Regions from separate parts of the Muntiacus reevesi genome. Here region 1 is linked to region 2. The links are chromatin contacts, called in public Hi-C maps. All regions are on one chromosome and are shown on one strand. Each heading gives the region's core, a stretch centred on a gene start, on an enhancer-like site or on the middle of the called end of the contact. The rest is flanking DNA. Distances are from core to core; before and after follow the strand shown. Region 1 holds the start of TMEM192 (transmembrane protein 192). Region 2 holds the start of MSMO1 (methylsterol monooxygenase 1).

Region 1 (6,165 bases), core at 927-3,426, 290 kb before region 2:
ACTTAACATCTCCATTATATCACATAATCAGCAATGCCTGGCAATTTTGGATTGGATGCCAGACACTGCAAAAAAATTTAACTCTTTGGGTGCTGGATACTTTTGTACTCCTGTAAATATTCTTGAGCTTTTTTCTGGATTCAGTTAAATCACTGGAAACAATTTGATCTCTTTACTCTTTTAAGGTGCTTCTTAGGTGGGACCATACCATGTTTGGTCTAGTGCTAAATATTTCCTACAAGTGAAGCAAGACCTTTCTGAATACTCAATACCTTGTGATTATGAGGTTTCCAGTCTAGCTGGAAGAACAAGCACTAATCCTGGCCCTGTGTGACAGTACTGCTCCTTCTAGTCCTTCTGGGTCATGTTTTTTTTTTTTCCTCAGTTGTCAGGGCATTACCTCAGAGGCATACAGAAGAGGACTTAGCTGAATAGGGACTCTGCATTCTTTGAAGCTCTCCCTCTGTACAGCACTCTGCTTTCTGGGTTCTCTGTCCGGTGAACCCAAGCTGCTTCAGTATCCCCAGATTCAGCTCCACCTCCTCAACTCAGTCTACTGAAGCCCACCCAGTGCCCCTACCTCTGCCAGAGTCCATGCAGGACTCCTGCCACTGCATCCCTTAAGCAGCCCTTGTTTGAATCATTTCAGAGGATTAAGTGTTCATCTACCCTATATCCTTTCAAATAAATCCCTTTCTTCCTTAAAGTAGCCAAAATTGGTTTGCAAACAAAGAACCCAAACTAAAAGTCTTTGCCTCTTTTAATTCATTTAGGTGTCTGGGCCTAGGACATGGCACATAGTTTTTAGCTTTCTCTTGGGTGGGAGAAATCATATCTACAAATACCAAAGGTAGGCAATTGTTCATACCTAAAGTGACCTAGCTATGTAGCCATTGGTGAAACATTACTCTTCAATTGTTGGTGAAACAGATTTCTAGGATTGTACTAGTCCTAAAGCTAAAAGTTACAGATCCAAGAACCGGGAGGCAGCTTAGCACCAAGCAAGAAGTATCTACTGCACACATTTTTATGAGTCTAATTTTCCATTTAGATACTCATTTTCTCCACACATTTTCAATTCATGAATCTCAACCTTTAAAAATTCAAAAACAATCCATTTCTAAAAAAATATGAGTCTCAAATCTACTTGCAAGTGTTACAGTTAGCTTTCCACTTTCTCATAGTGGAAAAAACATGGCTTTTAGTCCTATCATTAGAAATTGTCTGGTCTTTATTTAGTCAAGATAATTGAACTATGGTCACTATTTGCACAAGAATCTAAGGTATTGTAGGGCTGGAACTGTATTTCAAGTGTCTTGCTTGATGCATCTCATTCAGCGGCAGGAGCACAGTAATATTCCTATTAATTTATTAACTCAAATCAGTGCTTTAAATAACTATCAACTTTGATATTTTCTCAAGAGCAAGAATTTTGTGTCAATGGGTAATCTAGTTAATTCTGGGCACAAATACATGATTTTCCTAAAAATGTTTTAATACCATTAAGCAAAGACTTTTACAGTTACGCCGCACTCTGTACACGGTAACTAGTGCAGTGTTAATAATAATCTGGTTTGGATCCATCTTAAGTAAGGAGATTTAAAAATCCCTTCACTCCTACCAGTCCTCCATTCAAAACATCACATTGTTTCCCTCCAATGTGTGTTTCCGGGTGATGATAGCGACAGATCTGCCCCCAGCGCCAAGGCCGGGGCCAAGAGGAGGTGGACTCGCTCCTGCGCCCGAGCCTCCCCGCGCCCGAAGCCAAGCGCGCACCGCGGGCCTCCCCAGTTCCGGAACCCGACACGCGACCGCAAGGGCTGGGCGCCTCTCCTGCCTCCTCTGCCGAGAAAATAAGCCCAGGGCCAGCAAGGCGCGGACCCCGCCGGCGCCCATGTGCTCCTCCCGCACACCGCAGCCCGGCAGCCGCGCGCAGAAGGATCCCCTCCGCCAAGGCTGCTCCTAACCCCGTCTCTGCCCAGGGCGCCCAGCATCAGAAGAGGGGGAGGCGGGCCGGTCGCTCGCCACCTGCAACTGAGCACTCACGTCCTCCATACTGCCGGCCGCCGGAGGCCGCAGCCGGGCCGCCCAGTCTCCGCACCTGCGCCCACACCGCCTTCCGGAACACGCGCTGGGGCCCGCCCTTTGCTTTCAATTGGCTGAAGCGTAGAGGCGGGCCCCTCCTCCTCGCTCCAGGGCCCGGTTTCCGGCGGCCGTCCCAGACCCGCCCCTCACCCTCGATTGGCAGAGGGGCAAAGGAACTAGTCCCGCCTCTCGCGAACTATTGGTAGATTCCGAGGGGGGCTGACCCGATACCTCAATCCCGAATGGCCAAGGAGAAAGGGGCGTGATCCTGCCTAAAGTCCATCCCTGGGAGGCCGCTGCCTCCGGGAACGCTGCGGTGCCTACGGACTGCGAAACCTGAGCTGGTGTCCTAGGTTGGCCAGAGATTTGGGCGCTAATGGATGCGTTCTAAGTCCAAGAATTGAACTATTTTTGGCCGTCAGCTGCTTCTTTGTAAAGCATTAACTTTTATCGGCCTTCCTTAGTTACTGTTTGCAGCGTAGGTCTGTGCATAGGACCAGCGGTAGAATCCCAGGTTTTCATTGATAGCACAAAACTCCACCAGCAGAGGAAGACAAACAGAATAAAAACTGGTTTCGAGGACACACTTAAAGATTTCACCAGTGGGAAAGGAGGCAATAAGAGGGGTTTTTGGACTTTTTATTTCAAGTGAAATTGAACAAGAAATTTTATAGCATTTTTCTGAGAATACACTATCTTTTGTTAAAATGTGAAAATGAAGTCGCTCAGTCGTGTCCGACTCTTTGCGACCCCGTGGACTGCAGCCTACGAGTCTCCCCCGACCGAGGAATTCTCCAGGCAAGAATACTGGAGTGGGCTGCCATTTCCTTCTCCAGGGGATCTTCCCAACCCAGGAATCCAACCCGCGTCTCCCACATTGGGGAGACGCTTTAACTTCTGAGCCACCAGGGAAGCCTGGTTAAAATGTAAAGAAAGTTAAAACTTTTGTCAGTATTAGCCCCCATTCTATTCTAATATTGTAGTAATACACTTTCATACTTTTTTAATGCTTATTTGTACATTGTGTATGGTGTAATCTTGTTTATATCATTGTTGAAATAAAATTATTTAAGTATCAGCAAAGATGGAAGAGCAAGCAGATCAAGCCAGTCAATCCTAAAGGAAATCAACCTGACTATTCACTGGAAAGACTGATGCGTAAGCTGAAGCTCCAACAGTTTGGTCACCTGGTGTGAAGAGCCGACTCATTAGAAAAGACTCTGATGCTGGAAAAGATTGAGAGCAGGAGAAGGGGGCAACAGAGGATGAGATGGTTGGACGGCATCACCGACTTGATAGCTATGAGTTTGAACAAATTCAGGGATGTAGTGAAGGACAGGGTAGCCTGGCTTTCTGCTGTCCATGAGGTCACAGACAGTTGAACTTAGCAACTGAGCAACAACAAAATAAAAGATGAACTTTTGATCTTTCAAATCTCAACGCAACTTTAAATCTTTAAAATTTTCTGAGACTCTATGAATTATATCTCAAGAGCTTTGTCTAGATGTGCATTTCCCCTCAACATTTTATTTTAAAAGTTTTCAAACCTAGGAAACTTTGAAAAACTAGTACAGAGAACATCTGTATACCCCTCACATTGATTCAACAGTGGTTAACATTATCTCAACAGTTAGTTGCTCTGTGTGAGGGCTCATGCTTGTGTGTGTGTCACATGTTTTTAAATTGAACTATTTGAAGGTAGATTGAGTTCAAAGTGAAGCTATTTCTAGATAGTTCATTGCCTAAAAGGAAGGATGTTTTCATGTTAACTGCAGGCGTCCCTGATGGCTCAGATGGCAAAGAATACACCTGCAAGAGACCTGGATTCCATCCGTGGTTGGGAAGATCTCCAGGAGAAGGGAATGGCAACCCACTACACTATTCTTGCCTGGAGAATTCCATGGAGAGAGCGGCCTGGCAGACTCCAGATCATGGGGTCACAAAGAGTTGGACACAACTGAGCAACGTTCACTTTCCTTCTTAACTACAATAATATGATTATGCTTAAGAAAACCAATAGTAATTCCATATTTGCAAATCCATGGCAAAAATTTCCAAATTGTCCTGCAAATGTATGTTTTGTTGCTTCCCTTCACCCAACCATCTAGGATCCAATTGTTGGGAGAGTGTGTAATTTCCTCAGTTCTGTCTCACCACAGCAAAGATTTGAATGGTGGGCCAGTGTTACAGCTCCATTACAGCTCAGAGTTTTATTCCACAAAGGATAGTACACCCTGGAGGCATGAGGGCAGGCTGAACCCAAAGGAGAGACCCCAGCATATCTTAGCTCCCTCTTTTTAAATGTTTTGTCTCCTCACCCTCTGAGCCTGTGCTATGCAAATCAGGGCTAGCCAGGAAGGGGGTGCGTTTGTTTCGCCTGAGTTTCTCACTCTGGTCTGTGTATTTTTCCTTTGTTCCCTTTGTGTGGGCTTTTCCCTTTGTTTGTCTTTTTGCCACCACCACTTTAGACTCCTTTTTCCTATTCTAACTACCTAAAATAATCCCCTCAAGAGATGGGAGGCCCAATTCTTTTGGATTAGGGGCACCGAGGTCTCTCTGGCTACTTCCTGCTAAGCTGGGTCAGCAAGGGGCATTGGGCTTCCCCTCTTGCTAGTCTCAAGCCTCAGAGTCCTTATAGTGGTATACGTCTAAGGGTGAGTGATAGATGTTTTCTGCGGTTGGTATAGTTTTATATATCCTTGTTGAACTAGCACTGCATTTTGTAGCTTGTTGACCTGGGCAGAGACAAAATGAGTTAAATAATTGATACTACATGGAACAATTATAAGTAGTGTCAATATGGTGCCAATAGGGGTTAGTAGGGACATTAGTCAACTCCAAATCCCCCCTCACTGGGAGAAAGATCCCCAAGGAGAGATTATAGCCACCCTGAGGACTCTCCAGCTCATTCTTTGAGATCCTGTAGGATCTGAATATTTTTCTTGAGGACTGTGAGACTTTCTTCAACTTGGCTGGAGGGATTTAGCCAGAAACAACACATCTCATTCAAGATAGCCCAAGTACCTCCTTTTGGAACCATCCCATATGATCTTCTTGAAAGCCCTTACTCTTAGCTTTATGAGTCTCACCTTCAGTATATAAAGGAGTTTCTGGCAGATTAATCTGTGGAACTAGGGTGGCAAGCCCTATTATGTCATGGTTCTGTAATGCTACTCTCTTAGCTGCCTGATCAGCTACTTGGTTCCCTTGTGCCTCTTTCATGCTCCATTTTTGGTGTCCTTTACGGCAGGACACTTGATTGAAGACAGCACCATTGATTGATTACAGCACCATACTTGATTGAGGACCCTCTGGTGGTCAAGTGGCCTCTTCCTTTCCAGCATGTGCATGTAGCACCAGAAAGGCATACTTGGAGTCACTGTAGATGGCTACTCTTTTTCCTTTTCCCAGCTTTAAAGCTCGAGTCAGAGCTGTGAGCTCAGCCAATTGGGCTGATGTACCTGATGGCAACAGTTAGCCTCTATGGTCTCGAAATTGGAGACTACTGCATATCTGGCTCTTCTTTTTCCATCCAAGACAAAGTTGCTTCTATCAATGTATCAAATTTCCTCGGCATTGGTCAGAGGATCTTTGGGCAATCCTTTTCAGGGTTTTGGCCATGGTCCAAAGCTTCTAGGCTGGAGTGAAAGGGGAGAGAGCCCTTGGGGGTAGGCAGGAGGGTAGCTGGGTTAAGAACCTCACAAGGGGATATAGTCAAGCCTGGATTTTCACCAGCACTACTTGATACCTGAGGATCCTTTGATCGGACATCCATAAATGGCCTCTCCCATTCAGGAGTTGTTTCACTTGGTGGCTGGTAAAAATAGTTAGTTTTCTCCCAAGAGAGAGTTTTAAAGCATCTTCTATCAGGACTGCAGTAGCTGCAAGGTTTCAAAGGCAGGGAGGCCAGCCTCAGGTGTTTGGGTCGAACCTCTTGGATAAGTAAGCTACTGGCTGGGGCTCAGGTCCCAACCTTTGACTTAACACTCCCAAGCCTATTCCTTCCATTTCATGGATACATAGTTGGAATGCTTTTTCTGGGTCTGGCAACCTCAAGATGGGTGCTTGAGTTAAGGCTTG
Region 2 (6,451 bases), core at 2,300-4,799:
CCCTTCCCATGAACTCTGATATATGATTCCTGGTTTTTAATACCATCCCTGTAGATAGCATGAGGGACCCATGTATTTATAATCTCAGCTGTTGATGAGTTAGCATAGTATTACATAGTGATATAATGGATTAGCCTACCTCTTGTTTCAGTTTGTTGAGCAGATTCCCTCCTAATGGCTTATATGGCTGACTGTGTCTGATTTCGGAGAGAAGGCTAGGTGGGAAAGTGGAATCACACTTTGAATCAAGTTTCCGGCATTCTAATTCTGGCTTCACAATTCTAAAGGGGAAAAAAAGCAGTTTAAGTGTTGCAGGGTTCATGGGCATAGGAATCAGATGGCTCTGAGTTTGCATCCCCTTCTCTCAGTTTCTGGCTTTCCTGGTGGCTCAAATGGTAAAGAAACTGCCTGCAATCCAGGAGACGTGTGTTCAATCCCTGGGTTGGGAAGATCCCCTAGAGAAGGGAATGGCAACCCACTCCAGTATTCTTACCTGGAAAATTTCCATGGACAGAGGAGGCTGGCGGGCTATAGTCTGTGGGGTCACAAAAGAGTCCCAACAACTGAGCAATTAATTTTTCTGTCAGTTGCTAATTGTAACTTTAAATACATTTCTTAACCTCTGACCCTTATTTGTCTTCTCTAAAATGGCAACATAAGTATCTGTATCTTGTTTTTTTCAATGTTGAGTTTCAGACCATCTTCACTCTCTTCTTTCACCCTCAAGAGGCTCTGTAGTTCCTCTTCACTTTCTACCATTAGAGTGGTATCATCTGCATATGTGAGGTTGTTGATATTTCTTCCAGCAGTCTTGATTCCAGATTGTGATTCATCCAGCCTGGCATTTCGCATGATGTACTCTGCATATAAGTTAAATAAGCAGGGTGACAATATATACAGCCATGTTGTACTCCTTTCCCAGTTTTGAACCAGTTTGTTTCATGTCCAGTTCTAACTATTGCCTCTTAATCCACATACAGGTTTCCTAAGAGACAGGTAAGGTGGACTGGTACTCCTATCTCTTTTAAGAATTTTCCATAGTTTGTTGAGATCCACACAGTCAAAAAGTTATAGTGTAGACAGTGAAGCAGATGTTTTTCTGGAATTCCCTTGCTTTCTCCCTGATCCAAAGAATTGGACACAACTGAATAATAACAAAAAACAGCAAAAGCGTATCACTTACAAGGTTATTGTGGAGTTTGAAAGAAATGATGTATAGTACTGTGCTTGAAATACCAAAGACCCTCAATGTTGTTGTTCAGTGGTTAAATTGTATCTGACTCTTTGAGACCCCATGGACATGCCAGGCTTTTCTCTATCAGCACGCCTCCAAAGTCTCCTGGAATTAGCTCAAACTCATGACCATTAAGTCAGTGATGCCATCCAACCATCTCATCCTCTGTCGTCCCCTTCTCCTGCTTTCAATCTTTCCCAGCATCAGAGTCTTTTCCAATGAGACAGTTCTTCAGATCAAGTGGCCAAAGTTGAGCTTCAGCTTCAGCATTAGCCCTCCCAATGAATATTCAGAGTTGCTTTTCTTTAGGATGGACTGATTTGATCTCCTTACAGTCCAGGGGACTCTCAAGAGTCTTCTCCAGCACCACAATTCAAAAGCATCAATTCTTTGTCACTCAACCTTCTTTATGGTCCAACTCTGACATCTGTACATGACTGCTGGGAAAACCAAAGCTTTGACTATATGAACTTTTGTCACCAAAGGGATGTGTCTCAATAAATTACCACTATTGTTGAAGTTCTCTAAACTGCCCATTTCTTTTTTTTTATTTTTTAATTTAAGGATAATTGCTTTGCAGAATTTTGTTATTTTCTTTCAAACCTTAACATGAATCAGCCATAGGTATACATATATCCCCTCCCTTTTGAACCTCCCTCCCATCTCCCTCCCCATCCCACCCCTCTAGGTTGATACAGAGCCCCTGTTTGAGCTAACCTCCTGTTTGAAGTAGTTTCCCATTTCTTCACTGGAAGGAATTGAGCATATTTCTGTTTTGTTTTTTGGAGTTATATGTTTCGTTTCAGTTCTAAATCCCCAAAATTTAAAATAATCATTTGACCATTTCACATACTTGCATCTTCTCTAATATTAAGAATAATATATCTTTAATGTAGTAAGTAGGACTCTAAGTCAGAAATAATAACCGACTTAGTATTACTGAGCATTGTGTGCAATGGGCTTACATATATACTCACATTTATTGTCATAAGAAACTATTATAATACCCACTTTAATAAGTACTGGATAAAATTTTGAGAAGTAAATTATCTAAGAGCACACTGCTAATGAGTGGCAAAGCTTGGTAGGTCCGACCCCATGGCATATGCTCTTCATCCTGCCTTAACAGAGGGCAGCGTATTTAGGCAGAGGGAAAAGTAGACTGCATTGCAGTCACACCCACCACCTCAGTCAATGGGAGAGCGGGGGGCGTGGTCTGTAGCTAAACTGGCCAATCAAAGGAATCCTAAATAGGGTTGCGGGTCTGGGCCTTTATACTCCCACTGGAAAGAAAAATGCCTCATGGGAAAATGGCTTTACCCATTCTCGGTCACTGAAGGCCTACTTCAGTCCTGAAGAGACCTAGGCTGTGCAACACACATCTACCCCAGGATACCACAGGCCTCCTGAAGACAGAGCTCTGAGCACGCAAGGGACAGATCCCATTTCTATTCATTTGATATGACTTCTGTCATGATACTTTACAAAGAACGTGGGTGTCAAATACATGGGACAGTTAGATGAATGGGTTGAGGGATTTCCTAAAGCAGATGGCAGCGGGCCTGTTATTTCAGGGACAAAAGTCAGTCTATGAGAAAAAAGTCACAGCTATAAGAAGCGATAGCGTCCCATTTGCACAAAGTCCTGCAAAGAAAATGCCTTCAACGAGAGCGAGTAGTGCCCTTGTGCAAATTTTAAAAAGGCTCTCTTAAGCGAAACCTTAATTTCGTGGATGACCCCTATCCGTGCACACCTCTGCATTCCCGGAGGGGCGGGAGGCGGCCGACCATGGCAGCAAAACCAACTGCTGCGCGTCGTCTCTTCTAAACCTCCGACTCTTGGCTTGCCGTGCTCAAACAGGAATCGCGCTGCATTTGGAGTTACCCACTTCCCACGTACATATAGGGGTTATCAGAGGACGCTAGGGTTGGGATGAGAAAGAGGTCTAAACTTTAGGCGCAACAGTGTTAAAGGGGCTCCAGTGAATACAGCGCCTAGTAAAGATTTCAGGGCCGGCGCGCCTGCAAACTCCCTGAGTGCGCATGCTCTTGGAAGGGGCTGAGGGTGCTGGGCGGGGCTGAAGTTGCTAGGCGACGTCTCAAGGCCTCGCGTCCGCCTAGCCGGGCAGGCGGACCAGCTACTGGCCGAACGCCTAGCTCTCACGATCCTCACTCCATCTGAGCAGCCAATGGCCGCGCTTCCAGTGCCATGTTCGCACGAGTCACACGATGCCGGCAGCTGCGTAGGCCAATCACGGCTCTCAGAAGGCGGGGCGGGGCCCACGCAAGCCAATAACAGCGGAGGAGCCCGTCGACTCCCAGGTGGAAGCGCCTATCGCAGCTCTGGAGGCGGTGGCGGCAGACTGGGTGGTGCATAAGGTGAGGGAACGGGGTGGACGGGCCTCGGTCGGCTCCCACGTACAGACGCCGGGACGGACGGCCTGGCGGCAGGTATGGGTGGAAACGATTGCAATCTCTTAATGTCGGAACCAGGCAGTGCTCAGCAGAGAGTGACCGTGACTAGAGGTCTACAAAAGGAAGAAGCAAGACCTGCTTGTAGGCGCGGCGGGGCGCGCGGGTGGGAAGGGCGTCCCGGAGGGTTCTAAAGGGTGAATAGCAATTGGGCAGAGGGCTGTACCGGCAAGAGAAGCTGTTTCGTGGCCAGAGAGGCCCGAAGCGGAGGACAGTCAGAGGCCTTCGTGTATCAGTACGGAGGGTGGGGGCGAAAAACTGAGAGTTAAAGGAGAGCAGAGGCCCAGGTGTTTCATCTGTGGGGAGGCGCTCCCTGAAACTGTAAGGGTCTGCAGAAGGGCTGAACCCTGTCTGCTGTTTACACGAATGATGGCCTCGTGTTTTAGAGGGAGGGTTTAAGAAGGGCACACTTGGAGGTGCTCGGCGTCCGGGCAGGGCAAAGGCCAGGCACTGCTGGCAGGTCTCAGAGACAGGGGAACTTCAAAGTTTCTATGGGGGATCCCCAGACGACTACATTTCTTTTTTTCTGAGTCTGTGACAGACCTCAAGTCAATCCAGTTGTGCAAGGAGGACAAAAAGAAAGAAAATTCACTCGTTGTTTCCCCTCTCCTCTCTTCCTTAATACCTATTTTTTGCTTTTGTTCAGTTGTCAGTAGTGTATCCATTTCCCTCCCTTAAATCTAGAGAGTAAACTCCTGAATGTTAATTAAACCAGTTGTCTCTAAATCGGGTACGTGTTTGAAGACTTAATCCAGGCAGCAGAGATAGAGATCTGGAATATTCTGTCCTAGATGACTAAGTAGGTAGTGGCATCAGTTCACCAAGTTAAAGTAGGTAGGGAGGGAGTGTGTGGGCAGAGTTGCCAGGAGTAGTGGCCGAATTTGAGGGCATGTTGACTTTGCTCTGCCTCCAAACTGCCTAAATTGGAGATGGCCAGTATACTTTTGGATAATCAGAACTTGGGGTTTTAGAGAGAGAGAGAGAGAGAGAGAGAGGATTTCAGCATATTCTCACAACAGGGAACAGATATGATCACTCCTGACAATCTAGAATAATTGGAGTAAGTCAAGCATCTCTGGGAAACTGTTCAGCCTCAATTCTTGAGCCTTTCTTTCTCAAAAGCTGTACCACAGACATACTCAACGGGAAAGTGCTGTATCCTTTCTTATCTCCTGGTTGAGTCTCTACAACTCATGTTTCTTCTGCTCAAAACCACCCATCGACCCCATCCCGCCTACTTTACTCTCTTTTGATCTAGTTAAACTAGATTTAACTGCCTTCACTCCACACTCCAGGTTTGAGTTTACATGCCTCTTTCTCTAAGATCTGTTTCCTGGGCCTCTCTGTTTTATATTTCCAACCCTTTATTGTTCTTATCACAGATGTTGTGACAGTCTTGTTCTTTCTTTGTATTCCTCCCTAGATTTTATGATTTGAAGTCAGGGGTGAGAGCAGCAGGAAGCGCAGTGGCTACAAATGGTACCACATGTTAAATCAGAGTGAATACATATGAATCCCAAGAAGCGAGAAAGGCAGGTATATCAAGGTGAGAAGTATCAAATTTTCCAGAAGGGCCAGATAAAATAACTCCAAAATATTTTTGTTGGATCTGGCAGCTGGGAAACTTAGTGATTTTATTTAGTAGGAGTAAATTCAGTGCATTGGTTAGAATACAAAACTGATTGTAATTGCTAGAGAATGGATGTGAAATCTGAAAATGAAGACAGCCTATATGGAATACTCTTTCAGGAGGCTTGGGTGAACTTTGAGAATTATTCCCCTCTTACTATACTGTTTATTGTGTGCTTTATAATTTAGGATCACAATATGATATAATGGATGTGAGAGCACAGGCTCCCCCACTTAGTGTTTTTGTAATTTGGGGAAGTTACTTAATCTTTCTAAACCTCAGTTTTTATCTGTAAAGTGGAAATAATAAAAGTGTCTACCTTGAAGCTGTGGTAAGGAGTAGTCTATAATATAGAGAGAGCATGTGACACTCTTAGAAGTTATTGGTGTATATAAAGCACTTAATAATTGTTAGCTTCTTTTAGCTTATGTGTCACCTCAACATAAGTAGTTAACATGTATTATTTCTTGGACTCTTCAGAAGAACTGTATTGTTATTCCTTATTTTTTCAACTTTATTGAGGTTCTGTTAGCAAAAAGTACGTTGTGGTAATTTGATATACATGTACATCATGAAAAGATTCCTTTCATCTAGTTATTGTTATTCTTTACATTTTGCAGGTAATAAAACTGAGGCTTAGAGAAGTTACTTAACTTGCTCAAGGTCACACAGCTAGTAAGTGGTGTTGATTCAACATTATTAGATTTGTTGGCATCTGCCTGCAATGGAGGAGACCCAGGTTTGATCCCTGGGTTGGAGAGATCCCCTAGAGAAAGGAGTGACTGCCCACTCCAGTATTCTTGCTTAGAGAATTCCATGGACAGAGGAGCCTGGCAGACTGCAGTCCATGGGGTCACAAAGAGTCAGGCACGACGGGGAGACTAACTTTCACAGTTTCATATTTTATGCATTCATATCTAACTTTTTCTTAATTTTTTTTTTTTTTTAATATTTCTAGGCTATGCAGTTCGTCTGTGAGTTTTTTTCAGATTGTCACAAATCTCCCCAAGTTCTTCCAATTTGTTTATCAAAAAAAACCTAAGTCTACATGGACCTGCCCGCACAATTCAAAGCTGTGTTATTGAAGGGTTGGCCGTAGTTGAGTAGGTCATGGGC

What was found. A called contact is a pair of places that touch in the nucleus more often than the background predicts.
Region 1: a contact with region 2 is called in a Hi-C map of blood, with 2.8 times the contacts expected there. The contact joins the promoter of TMEM192 here to the promoter of MSMO1 in region 2. A contact is called at or near these places in 2 of 3 Hi-C or Micro-C datasets (blood and muscle).

The regions. Positions count from the first base shown.
Region 1 is chr13:69,677,904-69,684,068 of mMunRee1.1, reverse strand. It overlaps TMEM192 (transmembrane protein 192), which reads right to left and starts at 2,176. Exons shown (of 5, transcript XM_065904406.1): 1 at 2,047-2,176. The coding sequence starts at 2,055.
Region 2 is chr13:69,387,203-69,393,653 of mMunRee1.1, reverse strand. It overlaps MSMO1 (methylsterol monooxygenase 1), which reads left to right and starts at 3,549. Exons shown (of 6, transcript XM_065904675.1): 1 at 3,549-3,612.